Regions from separate parts of the Hordeum vulgare genome. Here region 2 is linked to region 1. A link is a contact called in public Hi-C data. All regions are on one chromosome and are shown on one strand. Each heading gives the region's core, a stretch centred on a gene start, on an enhancer-like site or on the middle of the called end of the contact. The rest is flanking DNA. Distances are from core to core; before and after follow the strand shown.

Evidence for each region. Hi-C and Micro-C count contacts between places; a contact is called where the count stands out from the background.
Region 2: a contact with region 1 is called in a Hi-C map of seedling, with 3 times the contacts expected there. The contact joins two enhancer-like sites. A contact is called at or near these places in 1 of 6 Hi-C or Micro-C datasets (seedling) and 1 of 1 datasets of contacts at active chromatin or transcription factors (embryo).

The regions. Positions count from the first base shown.
Region 1 is chr4H:383,810,426-383,813,843 of MorexV3_pseudomolecules_assembly, forward strand. No RefSeq gene overlaps it. Among protein-coding and RNA genes, the nearest start is that of LOC123448676, 440 kb to the right of the region's middle. Within about 2 kb of position 1,821, at least 3 of the 3 cell types and tissues checked have open chromatin away from gene starts, as enhancers often do. A contact at or near this core is called in seedling, where this site is marked.
Region 2 is chr4H:383,966,082-383,969,253 of MorexV3_pseudomolecules_assembly, forward strand. No RefSeq gene overlaps it. Among protein-coding and RNA genes, the nearest start is that of LOC123448676, 280 kb to the right of the region's middle. Within about 2 kb of position 1,825, at least 3 of the 3 cell types and tissues checked have open chromatin away from gene starts, as enhancers often do. A contact at or near this core is called in seedling, where this site is marked.

The DNA of each region.
Region 1 (3,418 bases), core at 571-3,070:
AACATATTTAAAAAATTAAAATGTTTGTGACTTCAAAAATTGTTCGGAGTTTTGTAAAAAATGCTCGCATATACAATAAAATGTTTTCAATTTTATAAAAATGTTTGTACAATAAGAATAGTCCATGATCTCAAGTACAATTTCATGTATTAAAACTATTAAATGCATTTAACAAAATGCTTTCTAATTCAAAATATGTCCTAAAATTTTAAAAATAACTAATGCGTGTTTTGCTAGTTTCTTTTTATTATTTAAAATTTTCCGTTCCATTTTTGTTTATTTATAATTTAAATAATTTAGAATTACGAAAATAAGAATTTGGATTAAAATGCTGACGAATATTTATTTTGAATTAAAAATAGGATTCAAAAAAAGCGCCGGATTTTTATATTTTTTTTGCAAATTCCAAAACAATGTCCATGAATTTAATGAATATATTACTGATTTATAAAAATGTTTGTTTATTCCGAAAAACTTCATGCATTTCAAAAAATGTTTGTGAATTTAAAATAAAATCCTCCAACATCAAAAATTATGTTCGTCTTTTCTTGAATTGGTGGCCAATTCAAAAGAAAATATTTAAACCCGTTCGAAATATAAAAAATATTCATGATTTTTAGTAAATGTTTGTAAATTGTAAAAAATGTTTTCGATTTTAAAATCGTTCCCATATTTGTAAAATTGTTGACGAAAGATCTAATGTATGTAGTTAAACATTAATGCTTCAAAGTCTTTGAGACAATATACCTGTGTGAATTTTAAAGAATTAACTGTTGGATGGATTGGATTATTAAATGTTGTACAAATATTTTTCTAAAATTGCAAACATTTTATTGTATATGCGAGTATTTTTTACAAAACTCCGAGCAGTTTTCGAAGTCACAAACATTTTAATTTTTGAAATGTGTTGATTTATAATTTTCAGTTTATTAAAATTTTAAAGATTATTTGAAGTTCTAAATTATATAAAATAAAAAAATAAAACAGAACTGGAAATAAATAAATAAATGGAAAAAAAGCAGCCGCTTGTGCATGGGCCGGCCATACGGTGTGTTGGATATTCTCCCAGCATGCAGAACGTAATATAGGACATTTTTACATAGACCGGCCCAGTCTAAGATTTTTTGCTTTATGAAACGTTTTCTATTACTTACCGGTGGCATGATGGTAATTTATGCAAACTTTAGGGATAATTTTCAAGACGGACAATCAGAAACCGTATTTGCTTTATTATTAGAGACATATATATATATATGTATATATATATATATATGAGAGGGGGACCGATTGGGTAGGGATGTTGCTCAGAGTCCGGCAATCCCACGGTGACTTACTAGTAATAAAAAAGCGAATACTATTTCTCGTCGTCCGTCGTCGTGGCTTTTTTGTGAAAAAGCTCCTAGGATTTCAAGTATTCAACGCGCTATCCCTACATAAGTGGATTTGAAAAAACGTTTCAACTTTGCAAAATAACCCCTGCGTATTTAGAATTCCGTCTGCGCTCCTTTCTTCGTTCTATCCAGGGCAAAGAAGGTGGAAGAGGGGCAACTTCGGCTGGGCGGCCGGACTCGCGATTGTTGTCCCACATCGCTCCTTTCAACTGATTCATATCAATTTATGTACAAATGAAGATTATCTGTAATATCAATCAGCCTCCTCAAAAAAAACAATAGGAGCAAATATGGATCTCGGGCGAGGGAATGAGGAGGGATCCAGCAGCAGCGCACCGGCGCTCTGGATCTGGTCTGGAACGGGGCGGCGGAGGGGTTGTCATGCAGTAGAGGACATGCCCGACGGTGGCGCTCCGGTAACCTGGGAGCAGAGAAGGCCAGACGAGGCAGCGACTTGCTGTCACTGGAGCAGGCGAGGCGTCGTCATGGCGCGTTATGAAGGTGACCAGCCGGAGGTGGAGCGCGAGAGGCGGCGGCGCTCCGGCAGCCTGGGAGCAAAGAAGGCCGGACGAGAGGCAGCGACTTCCTAGCGCCGGAGGAGGCGAGGCGTCGCCATGGCGCGGTATGACGGCGACCTGCCGGAGGTGGAGCGAGAGAGGCGGCGGCGCTCCGGCAGCCTGGGAGCAGAGAAGGCCGGAGGAGGTGAGGCGTCGCCATGGCGCGGTATGAAGGCGACCCGCCGGAGGTGGAGCGAGAGAGATTAGGCGGCGCGTTGGATGCGGGTCTGCAGATGGTGCATGGAGGGGGGATCCCGCAAGTGTGTGCAGCTTTGGGTGAGGAGTGGGCAGGGCCGTGGGGATCCCGTCGGTGGCAGGCAACAAGATAAGGCTATGAGGAATTATGAGTCCGCTGGAGAAGCACAATGAGGTGTGTCGCTTCTTCTAGACCATGTTGTCTCTTTTCTTTTTGTGTCCACAACCCATAAAAAGCTCCGAATCCATCAGGAGGATGTGTTAGTGTGCACACAATCTTTTTTTGCTAGACATTTATTTACCGTTCACTAGCCTTTGACAATCTGATTCATAATGTCATAACATTTTTTTCTTTGCTTCCTAAATTGTTTTCATAAAAAACATAACACTAGCCACACATGCACCGTCATTAATTAACTTACTCATGCTTATTTGAAACGATGTTTAGGGATACCTGAGTACATTTTTTTATTTAAACAAAAAATATAGTAAATAAAATTAAAAGGTAAACTACTTAAAACTAGCTTTCTACTTTCTTAAACAAAGGATTACAGAAGTTGTTATCTATACGACAATGACTTCACGGTTAACACACACAAAAGAAGAATGCATTCCTCGACGTCGGACAAAGTATACGATATTTTTAAAAGGTGCAATTAAAATCTTCACAGGCCGGTAAAAACCTCCATCTCGTGTACGTGTTAGTTGATCTTCATGGACGGGTAAAAACCTCCAAAACTATGCACAGTTGCCGGTTGGTACTACATATTCTTTTGAATGTCGAATTTGACTTTATTTGCGTCCCTCACAAACTCGTACTCATTGGCTACTAGGACACGAAAACAAAAAAGAAACAAACATCATGATATTTCTAGCCCGTTGCAATGCACGGGCATTTGTACTAGTATCAAAAAAATCACACGGAGTTTCAGGTTGAATCTAGAAGAGGTAAAAATAATGGTTTATAAAAATGGTTTGGCAATTTTTACAGACTATAAATTTAGACAAGTTAGAATTTAATACAACCTTGAATAAATCTAAAATCCAAGAAAAATAACTTCAACGTGAATAAATCTAAAAATCACACGGGGTTCTTGGCATGGTTTAGAATTTATCGAAAAATAATGGGTATTACGCTGAAATAGAAAATGCCACTACATAAAATAATTGAAAGAATTAAGGAGAATGGAGAAGTGGATGTTGGATTTGGAACTCGGGTACAACCAAGTTGGAAGTGAGCATGAGGTTTCGAAGGATCAACCATGGAAGAAGAAC
Region 2 (3,172 bases), core at 575-3,074, 160 kb after region 1:
GCTGATGTTGTGCTGCTACTTCTTAGCTGATGTGGTTTCTTACTGCGCTGTTGCTTTCTGTTGGGCTATTGCTAGTTGCTGCCCGCTGCCCCCGCATCCTGCTGGTTGCTACTGCTATCGTTGCTTGCCTACTGCTGCTACTCGTTGTGTGCGGCTGCTGCTCGCTACTGCTACTGCTCGCGCACCGCCGCTACTCCCCTTACTGCTGGCGTTAGTTGCTTGCCGCTCCATGCTGTTGCCCCTTGCAGCTGGATGCTACTGCTGCATAATGTGATGCAGTTACTGGTGCTAATAGCTGTTGCAACTGCGTGCAGCTGCAGCCCATGGGTATCCATGGTCGCGTGTGTGTGTAGTGTATGAGCGTGAGTGTGTGTGTAGTGTATGTGCATTAGTACGTGTTGTGAGTGGCCGGTTGTGTTCTGCCCACTAATGGCCAGCCCTTGTTTAGATTAGTACTCCCTCCGTCCACGTGTGTTGGACATTTAAGGAGGAGCACTGCCATCTAGGCGCAAGAAAATTGAACTAGGTAAATAATTCGAACCATAAAGGAAGCCAATCACCATCGAAATCTCCTTTTACAAAACGCTACAATAAATCAAATAATAATAGATGGCATAGTTTGGCTAACTCATGAATTTAAATTTATAACATGCAACCAATCCCCATGCTAGAGTAATTAATTGAGATTAAGTTTAAGAAGAGGAGGACTGCATGCGTTGGTCCAACGTTTTAAAAAAAGGGTTAATTACAAAGATTAATGCGCCTATAATTACATAGGCGATTTATACTTTTGAAATTTCAGAATTCTCTTTGGTGCCCAACACACCTGGACAGAGGGAGTACTACGGTGGTGTTTTTTTCAAGGAAACTAGATTTTTTTTACTTCCAGGGACTAAAGAAAAAAGTTCCTCCAATAAAGACTTTTTCAAGTCCCTTAAAAAAAGTCCCTCATGTTTCTTTACCTAGGGACTAAAAGGGACTTTTTAGTCTAGTCCCTAGGTAAAGAAACACCACCTAAGTTTAGGTAACATTAATTAGTGCTAGATTAGTCTAGTAACTTATGACATGTGGGCCTGATTTAATTAGGTTGGTTCTTACTTATTTGCTTAGTTATAATCTATGTCATTGGACCTTTTGTTTATGGCGGTTGTTATGCGTCCACCGACGAATGTTTAGTAAACATACACCGCCTCGACGGCCGTCCGATGTACGCGCGTAGCCGTCCGATCTATGCTGCTCCGTTGCCTTCCAGCACCCAAATAATTCTTGAAACAATGGTTGAGTTACAGAAAGAATCACTTTTTTGCAAAAATAATTTTGGACCCATCAATTCCTGAAACAACGATGGAGTTCCAGAAAAAATCGCTTTGTTACCAAAAAAAAATTCCTTCGTCTTTCTGCAACATAGGTACTGTTGTGGAAGAAATTTTTGCAACAAAGGTCGAGTTATAGAAATAACCGCTTTGTTGAACAAACTCAGTTGCAGATCTGCTCGAGACAAAAACCGAGACGCGGTAGCCGCGCGGGAGCGGGCTCCCTAGCTGCTGTTCTTGCGGCCGCGCGAGAGAGCCGAGCTCGCAGCAACCCGAGGTTGCATTGCAGCGACAAAAGCTCAGCCTAGCCCGATCTGGGCATGGAGAGGAGCTGGGACAGAGGCAGAGCTGGGAGAGGGGCCTGGAGAGGAGGAGGATGCTCCCAGGGACTGCAAATCCATGTGCTCGGTGCGGGCGAAGCAAGATTTGGCGGTGCTCATTGGTCAGAGAGAGGAGGGAGTGGTCGCTGCAACCATGAGGAATTTGTGTGGATAAGGATACATTAGTTGCGGAGTGGATAAGGATACACTCGTGAGGAGGTAAGGCCGCGAGGGCCGCTTGCTGCATCGAGGTCGATCCAACGGTAGCGCGCCCTGCTGATGTTGTTTGCGGATCAGCCAACTGATGGAGAACGTTTTCCTTTGTTTATTTATAATTCTCATATAAAATAGGTGTATGTGACATGTGGGCCACCCCTCTGTTTGACCAGCCAAATTGATTGGGTCAACCTGATTTAAAACAAAAATAGAAAATTAAAAAATCTATAAAACTTCGAAAAAAATAGAAAATAAACCGTAACTCCGATGAAAATAATTTATATATATAAAACAATCAGAAAAATATAACGAATCTTAATATCATATCCACATACAAGTCCCACTCCTCTAACATAGTGAACATGGACATTTGGTATTAGGATCATTTGTCCGAAAAATATTTGGAGCCGGAAAAATATTGTCGGATATCCCCCCCTTCTTTTAAAATGCTTAGGGATGCATTAGAGCAAGTCACCCACACATCGTGTCGTGCCATTGCATTTATGTTGCATTTAATTGCTCTGTTATTTATTTGTTTTCCCTCCACTGCTTCTTTCTGGTAGACCTCGATGCTGCGATAGACCCCGAGACTCCTATTCACCCCGAGTACGACAACGTCGACAACGACCCGTCCTTTTTTGCAAAGCTTCCAGGCAAGCAAAATCCCCTTGATCATTCCTATATCGCCTATTCTTTCTCCCTCATGCTTGCATTATATTTTGCTACTCTTGTAGATAGATCCTATTCTGATGCATAGCCTATTTTTTATGAGCTTCTACTTTACAATAGTGCACTTTAAATGTTTAGTATAGGTGGAACAGTGATCCCCTTTGACCCCTTGGTCTAGTTGGGTCGCTTTACCACCAGGTCTTGATCTACTGATCGACGACCAAGACTCGTCACATCACTCACATCCCCTTAGTTGTACGATGCTGCAGAATACTAGTCAGTACCGAGGGTGACACCTCGTTACATACTCTGATGTTAGCGTTGTAGTATAGTTGACCGGAGGTGTCTCTTGGAGGGTGATTCCTCATTCACCACCTCCGATAACGACTCTGCCATACAAATCATCAAGCGTGGTCCATCGAGGATGATTCCTTCCTGGCCACCTTGATGGTTACATCGTTCGGAATCCATCAAGGGTGATGCCTCGGATCCCTCTCATGTTACAACCACATAGTTACTTGACCTTGCTACTGGGAATATGATGAGGTGTGTTGCGGGTGGATTCCCGCATGAATATGACGAGGCGGGGCCGGGCATTCTAGGCCCTTGCCACACATCCTCGAGACGGTGTGACGGGACCACATATAATGGATT